Regions from separate parts of the Sus scrofa genome. Here region 2 is linked to region 1. Evidence: chromatin contacts called from public HiChIP or PLAC-seq data. All regions are on one chromosome and are shown on one strand. The core of a region is the stretch at or near the end of the contact, and the rest is flanking DNA. Distances in the headings are between cores, read along the strand shown. Region 1 holds the start of ZYX (zyxin). Region 2 holds the start of CLCN1 (chloride channel protein 1).

What was found. HiChIP or PLAC-seq counts read pairs in DNA pulled down with a chosen protein or histone mark.
Region 2: an H3K27ac HiChIP or PLAC-seq map of skeletal muscle shows a contact between it and region 1. The contact joins the promoter of CLCN1 here to the promoter of ZYX in region 1. A contact is called at or near these places in 1 of 5 promoter capture datasets (fetal liver), 6 of 47 Hi-C or Micro-C datasets (blood, fibroblasts, heart right ventricle and 2 more) and 2 of 2 datasets of contacts at active chromatin or transcription factors (alveolar macrophages and skeletal muscle).

What each region holds. Positions count from the first base shown.
Region 1 is chr18:6,865,552-6,871,861 of Sscrofa11.1, forward strand. It overlaps ZYX (zyxin), which reads right to left and starts at 4,683. Exons shown (of 10, transcript XM_003134592.5): 1 at 4,396-4,683; 2 at 4,052-4,268; 3 at 3,384-3,583; 4 at 3,130-3,222; 5 at 2,500-3,015. The coding sequence starts at 4,253. It overlaps LOC102166231 (a long non-coding RNA gene), which reads left to right and starts at 3,565. Exons shown (of 3, transcript XR_299598.3): 1 at 3,565-3,913.
Region 2 is chr18:6,938,197-6,944,316 of Sscrofa11.1, forward strand. It overlaps CLCN1 (chloride channel protein 1), which reads right to left and starts at 3,334. Exons shown (of 21, transcript XM_021078562.1): 1 at 1,980-3,334. The coding sequence starts at 2,159.

The DNA.
Region 1 (6,310 bases), core at 3,433-5,932:
CACTGCTTTCTACGAGGCTCTCATGGCCACCGTTGCCACCTTCAGCCAGCATTGCTTATCTGGTCCAATGGCCACCCTGGGTCAAAGACACCGCCCGCTTCCTGTTTCTGCCTTCAAGCTGCAGAAAGTAGGTGGAGAGATGGCTGAACACTGCAGAGTTCACAAAACACTGCAGCGCCCTCCGCACCCTCCAGCCTCAGCTCGGCTGTCTAGTTACGTGACTCCCGTGGATGCCCAGTCGCCTTCCCCACAGCAGCTGTTCCAAACCTTTCCATCTCCCCAAGCCCCTGACTGCTTCGCCCCCTCGCTCTCACAGATGACCTCAGCCCCTACACGACAGAGGAGCTGGAAGGCGGCCAAGGGATATTGTGGCCACACCACCCTGGCTCTCTGGGAATGCCTTGGGGGCAGGGCGGTCGCCAGCAGCACCCCCCCCATCTCAGGCACCCCAATTCTTCTTCCATGGGTTTCCTCCTCCTGGTTCACATCTATACCCAACCCTCTTCCCCTAATGTCAACCCTACACACACACACACACACACACACACACTCACACACACACGCACACGCACACGCACACAAGTCCTTCTCTCTGCCAACCTCTGAGAGCAGCCTACCCTGGCAACTCCATTTTCGCAACACCCACTCCCTGCTCACTCTGTCCCCACAACAGGACATGGCTTCCGAGTCATCCAATCCCAAGCCGTATTTCAGTCCTCATCCTCCTTGGACTCTCACCAAAGAGCTCCGTGGCCATCCCTCTCTTCTCTGAGCTCCCACCCTGACCTGTGACTCTCCTCCTTGCCATTCTTCCCCCTCCCTCCTGGTCCACAGGAGCATCCATCACTCAGGGGTCTTCCCAGGCCCCAGGCTCCTCCCGTGTCAGCATCCCCTGGGCTTGCGTATCAGGGCACATCCGACAGAGTGCATGCACACCCCTCAAGCCCAGGCCCTCTCCTGCCACCCATCCCCCGCTTCTAAGTGAATGACAGTTCCAGCTGAAAGAAGGTCCTCCTGGAACCTGTTGCTCAACAACAGCTGGACCCTCCTCTTCCCGTCCACACCATTTCCCCTTCTGGACTTCTCTATTTTGTCAGCAACACTGTCATTCCCCAGCACAGTGAGCATTTCTTTTTTTTTTTTTTTTTTTTTTAACTCCTCCCCCTCCTCTTCCAACTGCTTATCAGTTACTGAGCCTGAAGGCTCTTCCTTTGGAAGAGCTCTCCCATCTGAGCCTTGGTTTCATTTCCACTAAAGTGACCACTGCCCCGGGGGGGTTGTCGCCCAGAGTGAACCGCCCCTCCCCCGCACATCACTGACCTCCTACATCTAGTCCGCACCAAAGCTTCCAAAAGGCACAGCTGTCCCGAGCCTCGCAACCCAGACACACACCTACTCAAAAGCCATCACCACCTCTGCAGGACCCACAGGCTCCCTCCGTGTGCTCTTTCACTTTTTTGCTCTCTGAGGTCTATACTTTCCCCACGACCACCTTCCACGTCTTATCCTCCAGACAGCGCCAGCGGTATCTGTGCCCTTGAGTTTTGCTCGCGTTATTCCCACCCAAATGCCCTTCCCTCTCCTCTCTGGATTCTTAGGTCTCACCGCCAAGGCTGAGGCACGCCAGCCTCATGATGCCTGGTCCCAGTCTGGCTGCTGTTCAGCGTTTCTACAAGATGGGACTCCGCAAACCTCCCTGGCTCTGGGCATCTCTTCCAACCCCATGCCTGAGCTCACAAGGACATCCATGCTGTCAGTCAACTCCATGGCTAGATGACTGGCAGCGTCCCTTAAAGCCAGAAGATCTGTCTCCTGAACTGAAGGCAGGAATGGGCAAGCAGGAATGGGAACTTTTCTGCTTTGAGCATTCGCGTCCCAGGTACAGATCCCAGCTTGCTCAATCTCACTCTAAATCTAGATAGTGAACTGAGGCTCAAAGTTCACCTAACTTGCCTGGAGTCTTGGGAGCCGGGAATTCTACTCCAGGTCCACTGACTCCCTCAGGCTCAACCTCTCCGCGCTCTCTTCCCTCCCAGCACAGAGCACAGTGCCTGGCACTGGGCAGATGTCGGCTGGCTCAGCCAGTGTTTACCAATGGCTCTTATCGCGCAGAAGGGCCCCTGGGCGGTGAAAGTGCTTAGAGGAGCAGCGATTAACTCAAGCATCCAAGAATGGGGAAGACCTGAAGGTGGACTGGGGATGACCTCATCCCGCCCCTTTAACTTTCTGAGGCAGGAGGGGAGGGCCACCAAACCCTCCTCCTAAGTCAGAGCCTATGCTGCTCCCCCCTCTCCCCGTCAGGCCCCACCCAGCCCAGACCCTGCCAAAGCTCTCCTCCAGAAGCACGAGGCCCACCAAAGAAGCCCAGAGGCTGAAAACGCTTATCCCACCACTCTCCCGCCACCTCTGGCTCCAGGACCACCTTCCTCCTCATCCTCCGGCTCCCGATTCAGCCCCCCCACCCCCTGGTCTCAGTCTGGTCCTCTCACCCTCCCTCACCTGGTTTTGGTTTGGAGCTGGTGGGGGCACTGGGTGCTGCTTCTCTTGCACTTGGGGCTTCTCCCTCTGCTGAGCATAAGTGAAGCTGGGAGGCTGAGCAGAGCCTGTGCCAGTGGAAGGAGCTTCAGGGGGCCCTGACTTTCGACTGGGCTGTGACCCAGGTCCACCTGGTGCTCCAGGGCTGAACTTGGAAGCCACAGGAGTAAACTTGGGAGTCACTGGAGAAAACTTAGGGGCGGGAGATGGGGCTGGGGGACCCCGAGGCTGGGTGTTAGCCGAAGGCACAGGCTGGGGCTGGGCCTGGGGCTGGACATGGAGCTGGACCTGAGGCTTGGCCTGGGGCTGGGGCTGCACATGGAAGTGCGTTTGGCTCTGAGGCTGGGCCTGGGACAAAGGCTGGGAGCTGGAAGCAGACTTCCAGGGAGGCAGGGGGGCTGTGCCCCCAGGTGCAGGCTTGGTATTGGACTTGGAAATGAATGGCGTGGAGACCGGTGGGGGTACATATCCAGATGACACCTGCAAGGGGAGGCAGAGGGGAGAGAAGCACCTTAGAGGAGGTGCTGCCCCCCCATAATTCGATCCCCACGACCTTCCTCCCTGCCCTGCCCTTGCTCCTCTCCATTCCCTTACCCGGGCTTTGAAGGGATCATTCTTGGTCATGTCATCCAGCAGTGAGGACAGAGAGTCAATCTCCAGATCAATACTGCTCACTTTATCCCTGGGCTAGAGGGTCAGGAGTCAGAGCACCCATGCCCAATTCTCCACCGCAGCCCCACCCTCGTGTGGACAGAGAGGCCGAGAGCCGGGGGGGGGGGGGGGTTGAAGGACCCTCCTCTCCTCCCCTTGGGGTGTCCACTGCAGCTGCCCCTCCCAGGCCTCCATACCTGCGGTGGGAGCTGTATGGGGACCTCAGGCCCTCCCTCCTCCACCAGCGGGGGCGGCGGGGAAGGGAAGATCTCCTCCTCCAAAGGCGCAGGGGGAAACGGTTCCTCGATCGGGGGAGGAGGGGGAGGGAAAGCACCTCCCAGGGCGCCCTCCGCCTCGTCGGCCTCCCCCAGCACGGGAGGCGGCGGTAAAGGAAAGTCTGAGGTTGGGAGGAGACAGAGGGCAGTCAGCGGGGACTCCTCTACCCCTCGCCAAGTTCCCCTCCTGCTCCACCTCTAAGCCCCAACCCAAGAACTTCTCTCAGGGGTCCTGGAGGGCGCGGGAAGTAAAAGGGGCGCAGGACGCCCCGGGAGCACTGGGTCAGGAAAGGCCGGGGCTCGGCCAAGGAGTGGATGCATCTCCCATTACACTTCGGAAAACGGACCCAGAGGGGAAAATTCGTGCCCCACATTCCCGCCTCCCACCCCCAGGCGGAGGACTTGGAACAGTCCCAGGAGCCCTGGCTTCCAGCCATGAGCTCCACGATGAGGTAAGAACATCTGCTCGGGACTGGGTGGCTGCGCCCAGCCCCCTCTGCTGCAACCTCTCCAGACATCCCCAAATTCCCGAAACCACTCCCCCCGGCCCGGCGCCCGCCGAGGTCCAGCCCCCGAGCTCGGCCACATACCTTCTGGGGGCGGTGGGGGGATCTCGCCCACTCGGCCCATCTGTGCGCGTTGGGCCCCGGCCGCCGCGGGAGGCTCACCGTCCCCGGGCCGGAAAGGATTCACTTTGGGCTTTGGGGCCACCACCGGGCCGAACTTCTTCTGCGGGGCGTAAAAAACCGGAGCCGAGACGGAGATCGCGCGAGGCGGGCGGGGGGCCGCCATGGCCAGGCCGGGCTGCTGGGGACGGAGGGCCGGGTTACGCAGCGCAGAGCCCGGCTGAGGACCCCCTCGCCGGCCCGGCTCCCCTCCGCGCCCCCGCGCCCCCACCCCGGGAGCGGCCGCCGGGCGGCTCCCCGCGCCTCACCGCGGGCCGGAGCGTGCGCGCAGCGTCTCGGGTGGCCGTCTCGCAGCCGGGTCCTCGGACTCTGCGTCCCGGTCCCGAGCTGCCTCCAGCCAGGCGGGGAGGGGCGCAGGGAAGAGGGAGGGAGGGAGAGGGCGGGGAGAGAGCGGCGCCGAGACCATACAAGGAGCGGCCCGGAGAGGGGGCGGGGAGAGGCGGGGAGGGCCGACGAGGCAGGAAACTCCCCCAGGAAGGGGCCCCGATCCTGCCCCGGGGCCGGAGGCTTCATCAAGGTCCTCCCGCCCCCGCCTCCGCCCCCCTCCCGGCCGGCCCCGCCGCCCCCGCCGCCCCGGCCCGGCCCAGACCACCCCTCCCCAAACACAGGCCTCTGATGTCATTTCCTGACTTGCCCCGCCCCCCCCTCCCGCCCGACCCGCGGGTGCCCGAGATCTGACTCACCGTTCCTACTCCGGGCTACCCTGCGGAGGTCGGGTGGCCGCCCCAGAGCTGCCCCAGCAGCTCAGGGGCGCCTCCGCCCCAGCCCAGCCCCCTCCTCTCCCGGCCTACCTGCCCCCGCCACCTTCGGCCGCTCCTCCGCCTTTGCACCCAGCCGCCAGCCCCTCGCCCCGGGACTGGCAGGACTGGGATGGAACGGGGCTCCTAGGTGGACGGGGATGGTGAGTGGGGTGTTATCCCTTCTCCCGCCCCCCTAGGCCCTTCTGTGACCTGGAGTAGGGGTGGGGTGTCAGCATGAACCTCAAGGGTCCTTTGGGGATCTTAACTTCAAATCCTGGGCAGCTACTAAAGGTTTCTAAGAATTCGCATCACCCGCGCCCCCGCCTATGGATCAGTTAAATACTGCGGGAGGGAGAGTCCGGGCGGGCCCGGCCAGGCCGGGGAGGTGAGAGGGCGGGACGGAGGCGAGGGCAGCCAGAGCACTTGGGGCGGGGGAGAACGGACTTGGAGGCTGGCGACAGTCTTCGCCGGTTCTGCAGCGCCCGCCCGGACCCACCTCTCTAGGAGCTGGTGCGCTGCTGCGGGGCGGCCCTCCGGGGGTTCCGAGACTGCGCTCGGTGGAGCCCCCCATGGGTCCGATCGGATTCCTCAGCCTTCTTGTGCCCCAGGCTACTGGAAAGGGACCGACCTAGGTTCTTTCTTTCTGATTCTTTTTCTAACTGAGCATGGAAACTTACCAGATTGGCTCCTGAATTCTTCCACACTCACTGTCTACAAACTATGGCTTCACAGGGCCTTTTGGCTTGTAATTCCAACGTTATCACAATCGGGCGCTTTCTTGCCTCTCACTGTGTTGCCAGCCTTCGCTGCCATGTAAGGCAGTCCCTTGGTGCACACTCTATGCAATGTGTCCAGTCCCTGGCCCTCCAAATCAAATCGGCTGCACTCTGCTGCCAACCAGCGTCTGGGCTGGGCTCGAGAGACTGACCAGACTCACTCCTAGCATTTACCACGAGAAAACAGGCTGGAAGCTTAAGAGATACCCAGTAAGCTGCAGGATCTAGACTAAAACTGGGTATGTTAGAGGGGTCTCAGTGGCAGAGCTCATTCCTTCCCACCCTGACGTCAGGTGAAGCAACCCTGGACCCAGGAGAGCAGGTGAGGTTCAGGGGGCAGAGACCCAGCTGGAGTGCTCCAAGTGAGCGACACATCTCTGTCCTCTTGGTGTCATGTCCCCCGTGTATAAAAGGGTAATGATATTTAATCCTTATTGTGTTATATAGATAAATACATGAAATACCATATCTGAAAGTGCTGATGATGCCCAGTCCTATTATTCAAGTTCCTGTTCTGACAGGTTCCCCTAGGGCCATTTTCCCCATGTGTCCCCTTCCAGGTTGCCCGGCAGGCCTCTCATGGGCCTTCATACATGCATGCCTCCTCCTCCAACCTTATCAAATATTTAATTATACCTAAGACCTTA
Region 2 (6,120 bases), core at 2,084-4,583, 71 kb after region 1:
ATGCGAAGGGGGTGCCCGTTCCAAACCTGGGCTGTGAAACACTCCAAAGAGCCAAATCTCTGCTGGCTGGACCAGGACTCACCAGCTAGGCAGGGCTGGGAGGGGAGGGAGAAGTCTAGCCTGAAAGAGTCTGGACGCCGTAACAAAAGCACCAGTATCTGGAAGGCTGAGGCTGGGGATGGGCAGATTGATGAACTGATTGCAACAAAATATTGCTGTCACTGGGCAAGGGGCACTCGGGAATTCATTACATTGTTCTCTTTACATTTTTTTTCCCTCTTGGGTCATGCCTGCAGCATGTGGAAGTTCCGGGGCCAGGGATGGAACCCGTACCACAGCAGCAACCTGAGCCACCACTGTGACAACACTGGATCCTTAACCCGCTGAGCCACCAGGGAACTCCTCCACTTTTGTGTTAGTTTGAAATTTTCCATAAGAAAATTTAAACAGAGAAACAAATAAGTCTAAACTCCTCTTTGCTTCCAGGGCCCTGTGGAAACCAGCCCACCCTGACTTCCCAAGTCACTTCGGCATTCCCGTCCAACGGGGAGTCTTACACTGGTGTGTCTGGTTTTCTCCCTGTCGCCAGAAGGTTCCACGGCTGCACATTTACTCAATTCGTTGCCCCACCCAGATTGTATACATGGTGATATGTACGTGGCTATGAGAAGAGGTCTTTTTTAAATGGATGCACCCTTGGCATATGGAAGTTCCTGGTCCAAGAGTTGAATTGGAGCTGCAGCTGATGCCTACGCCACTAGATCTGAGCCGCATCTGTGACCTACGCTGAAACTTCGGCAATGCCAGATCCTCAACCCACTGAGCAAGGCCAGGGATCAAACCCACATTCTCACAGAGACAGTGCTGGGTCCTTAACCTGCTGAGCCACAACAGGAACTCCAAAAGAGGGCTTCCTGTCCGCCCCTGGCACAGTGTTCCAGGCCCTCCCTTCTCCAGGAAGCCCCCTCTGACTCACCACTGGAGCCCCCCTGGCTTTCAGGTCCCCACCCCCAACTCATGCTCTGGGGCTGCCCTTAGCCACCACACCAGGGATGGAGCAGGACGGAGACGTGAATCCTCTTGACCCCTAAGCTGAGGTCACCAGCCCAGCCCAGCCCCTCAGCTTCCCGGTCCTGGCCAGACCCCGAAACAAGGAGCTGCAATCTGCCCCCTTGTTGGTTAAAACTCTTCTAAATGCCGATTTCCTGTTCCCCCAACAGGTTCCATCCAGTGCTTCTCCACATGCATGTCCACCCGATAATCATAATCTGTGTATTTATGTGACAAGCTCCCACCTGTCCCAGCAGCCCCCATCCTGCGGTCCTTGCCTAGATGCCTCCAGCCCCTGGAGGATATTCATTCCTGGACACCCCCAATTTGTTCACAAGCCCCTCTCACCGGGGTCATATCTCTGGACCTGCCCCCTTCATAGGTTCTGACTTGATTAATCCCCGCCTGAAGGTTTGATCACATTTCTCCTGCTGACGGGACCCTGATATGCAATTCAGTCCCTTTTCGCCACTTATCCCGCCCCTCTTCTGCCTTCTGCAGGGGTGTTGGTGTGTGTGTTCTGTTGGGGGCGGAGAGGGGCTCGTCTGGAGGTGTCCGCATGCGGGTGAGCGTGTGTCAACTCACACACGCAGAGGTGTGGGCTCCCCTGCCAGTCACCTCGTGTGGGTTATGTAAGCACGAGCCTGTCGTGCGTGTGGGGTTCTGCTGCCTCCCCACAGGATCCGGGGGCTCTGTTGGTAAAGCTTGTGTTAAAAGTCCGTGTGTCTCACACAAGTGCACACTTAGCTGAAGCCAGACCTTTGCAGAATGTCCATATTTTGGACATGTTACCGTGTACTTGAAATTAAAAAGATCACACTGCTCCCTCTTTTTGCTCATTTCCCCCAATCCATGGCACGCACAGCCCTCTCCTCAAAGTCCCCTCGAACCCCCGCCCCCTCCCCCGCTCCCACCCTTGAGGACTTTACCTGTGTGGGGTGGGCACTGGGTCGGGGTCCCGCATCCCTCCGGAGCCTGTGCTGAAGGCCCCCGTTCTCAGAGGGCAGTCCGTAGCTGGTGCAGTGTTCAAAGGGCATGTACTGGTACTGGGGGGCACTGCCCCACCAGCTTTGCTCGCGCCCACGCCGCTGGGACTCAGAGGGCTCCATGCTCCCTCCCCGGCCAGGCCTCGGCCTGCTGGCCCCCGCCCTCCCCGCAGTACAGCTCCTTAGGCCGGTCCTCCTGCCTGTCCCCAAGGCGTCTGGGGCAGCATGCCCACCCCCAGCTATTTATAGCCATCTCGCCGTCACATGACCCCCCCATTGCCACATCTGATCTGCTTGGGGTCGAAGCAGGTGTGAGAGCCGTGCGGGGGAGGGGTGGGGACGAGAACCTGCGGGGCAGCCCCACAGGGAATTCCCTCAGCGGGGCCAGCAGCACTGTCCCCCTCCTTAGTCACCAGGAGGCTTCTAGTCCCAGGCCACCGGTCCCTCTATAAATACCTCCCAGACCAGGATGGGAAACTGGTTCACACGCCCTCTTCAAACCTGTCTGCTCCCCAGACTGCACCTCTGCGTCCCTGGGGAGGTGAGGACTGGGGAGCCAGATGGCATGCCTCTAGGGTCTGGAAATGCGGGGGGCAGAGGGGGAGGGGCTCACCTGGGGGAGCAGCTGGCACCTGTCCGCCACCGGTCCCTGTGGGGTGGCTCCCAGCTCCGTATCTTCCTCCAGTTTACTCATCGGTCGGACCAGCTCCCCAATCCAACCAGTGGTGAGTTTTCTCCTCCAGCGCTGCCTTTTCTGTCTGCCAGAGGCTGCCAGTGATGCTTTGGGGCCATGCCCTTGACCCCAGCTTTATCACCCGCTGGGTGTGGGGCAGAGGGCAATAGCCTTGGCTTCTGGCATTTCTCCCACGTCCCAGACTGATACATGCCCGCCACGCCACAGCCTGGATGTACAGGGAGGGCTGAGCTTCCACTTAGACTGTGGAGCAGCCCTTGGGAGCCTGTCAGCACAGGTTAGATAACAGGGGAGAAGGGGAAGTGGGAACGGGGGACACCAGGGAGGGAAGGGAGTGGGCATTGCTCGTGATGAGTCCGACAACATAAAAGATGACAGGGAAGTACTCTGCTATTCTTCCCGTTTCAGGTCAATAAATAATTTTTGGCCAAGGCCAAGCTACTCCATCTGGCATCGCACTTTTTTAAAACCACTTTTCCTAGGACAGTCTTTTCCCTGTGAACTCTTCACTACAGAAACAACGTTATGGGAGTTCCTGTCATGGCTCAGCGGGAACAAACCCAGCGAGTATCCATGAGGATGTGGGTTCCATCCCTGGCCTTGATCAGTGGGTTAAGGATCTGGCATTGCTGTGAGCTGTGGTGTAGGGTGCAGACTTGGCTCGGGTCTGGCAGCTGCAGCTCTGATTCAACTCCTAGTCCGGGAACTTCCCTAGGCCGTGCTTGTGGCCCCAAAAGACCAAACAAACAAACAAAAGATTACAGAGTGCCAAAGTGCAATTACATTCTTTGGGGAGGGGGCTTTAGAAACAGAGAAGATTTGGAGTTCCCGTCATGGCTCAGTGGTTAACGAATCCGACTAGGAACCACGAGGCTGCGGGTTCGGTCCCTGGCCTCGCTCAGTGGGTTAAGGATCCGGCGTTGCCGTGAGCTGTGGTGTAGGTTGCAGACGCGGCTCAGATCCCGCGTTGCTGTGGCTCTGGTGCAGGCTGGCGGCTACAGCTCTGATTTGACCCCTAGCCTGGGAACCACCATCTGCCGCGGGTAGAGCCCTAGAAATGGCAAAAAGACAACAAAGAAAAAGAAACAGAGAAGATTTTCACCCCTTTGTGGAGTATGGCTCCCCTGAAGGTAACCAGCTTTTGTTGGGGCTTGATAACCCCAAGCAACAATTGTCTAACACGACTACCATGTCTTCACAATTCCTGAGAAAATCAGGTCCAGATGATGGATTCTGAGATTTGAGGGCAGCGCTCATGGGCACTGAGAAAACCCGCACACTCCACCAAGCCACCCCGAAGCACCAGCCGCTATTCTAAAAAGCAGGTTCTGAAATGAGAGGGTCGAGGAATCGTACATCTGCTAGCGCTGAAGGGCAAGGACTGGAGGGCAATAATTCTGAGCATGAAATCAGAACTGGTTCAGATCTCATGAGTGGCGTCCCCGCTGTGGTGCGATGGGAGCAGTGGCATCTCTGCAGCACCAGGACACAGGTTTGATCCCCAGCCTGGCACAGTGGGTGTTGCCCCAGCTGCAGCGTAGGTTGAAACTGCCGCTGGGATCTGATTCCTGGTCTGAGAACTCCTTAGGCCACAGGTCAGCCTTAAAAAAAACAAAAAAAAAAAAGAAGAAAAAAAAAAATCACTGGATAATATGCCATCAGGCTCTCTTTCAGGGGCTTTCCGTCATGGTTTTCCTTCTGCACATCCAGCGTAGCACAAAACCCATGACCACCTACTTTCTGAAACTTTCCCCAGGCAACCGAAATCTCCTATAAACACACTTTCTCTTTGTAGCTGTCCAAATGTAGCAGTCATTTCTCCTCTACTGTGTACTGGGCCTTGCCTTCCAGATTCTTCAAAAATCCTTGGCCCTCTGGGAGTGCCTGTTGTGGCTCAGTGGAAACGAATCCCACTAGTATCCATGAGGATGCGGGTTCGTTCCCTGGCCTTGCTCAGTGGGTTAGGGATCCAGCCTTGCCGTGAGCGGTGGTGTAGGTCACAGATGTGGCTCAGATCCCACATTGCTGTGGCTGTGGTGTAGGCTGGCAGCTGCAGCTCTGATTCGACCCCTAGCCTGGTAACTTCCATATGCTGCAGGTGCAGGCCTAAAAAGCAAAAATAAATAGTAAAATAACATAACATAAAATAAAAATAATAAAAATCCCTGGCCTCTTCCCCATAGCACTGGACAGGGCTCTTTCTCCCTCTTCCGGATTTGTGCACAGGTTATACTTTTTCCCTCTTCTCTGCCCAACAGAAGCTAAGGTGGAATAAAGTCCTGGGTCTTAGGACCAAGCTCAGCTCCTTCTTGGCTTCTTCTCCTAGCTCGGTGGGAAAAAGCGATAGCCCCTGAAGGCGGGGGCAGGAGTGGGGAGAAAGTCTCATGCTAGGAAAAAAATAAACAGAAGCAATACTCTTCGTTGAGAGTGTGCACTGAAGCATCATCTCCCACCCTGGCCTCTCTTTCTTCAGAACGACAGTAACTTAGAGGGTCATGGAGAGAAAAGAATGCACACGAAAGCTAAGCGTGACTGCCCCGAAATAAGCTCCGAATGTCAGCTGTGTCATTAAAGCAAAGCTCATTCTTGGAGATGGGCGACGGCATCCGAACGCGGCCACCCCGCGTCACCACTCTGCATTGCTGTGCTTCATCCTCAGAGGGACTTTTAGGAGAACAGCTGTTTCTCCATTTTTAATTGCTTTGCTTTTTAGGGCTGCACCCGTCGCACATAGAGGTTCCCATGGTAGGGGTCACATCAGAGCTACAGCTGTCGGCCTACATCACAGCCACAGCAACACGGGATCCGAGCCTACACCACGGGATCCGAGCCTACACCACAGCTCACGGCAACGCTGGATCCCAGACACACTGAGCCAGGCCAGGGATTGAACCTGTCTCCTCATGGCTACTATTTCCGCTGTGCCACAGTGGGAACTCCCCATCTCTCCCTTTTTAGAGAAGGGGGACTGAAGTTCAGTGAGGTTAGGTAGCTTAGCCAACGTCTCCAATACCTTAAAAGGCAGAGCCAGCATCTGCAATCTGTTTAATTCTAGAGTGCACGCGCTTAAGGTGACATCTCTTGATTTTTTTGTATAATTGAAGCCTCGGAACCTCATCTTCCTCTTTTGGAAAACAAAACACAACACAACACGGGAGAATGACACCCTCTGGCCTGTGGGAAGACGGTCGCAAGCTCCACGCACAGCACAGGGAGGTGCTCTGGCAGTTGTAGCTGCTGGCAGTGTCTTGGCCTCAGACAGACACCTTCCCCTCTTTGCTCGGATATCCCATTTGCTTCATTTCTTCCTGTTTTCCTCTTCCCTGTGACAGGAAACAGGATGGGGAGGGCAGCAAAGGGCCACCCCCAGCTCAGGGAGTGGGGGGATAA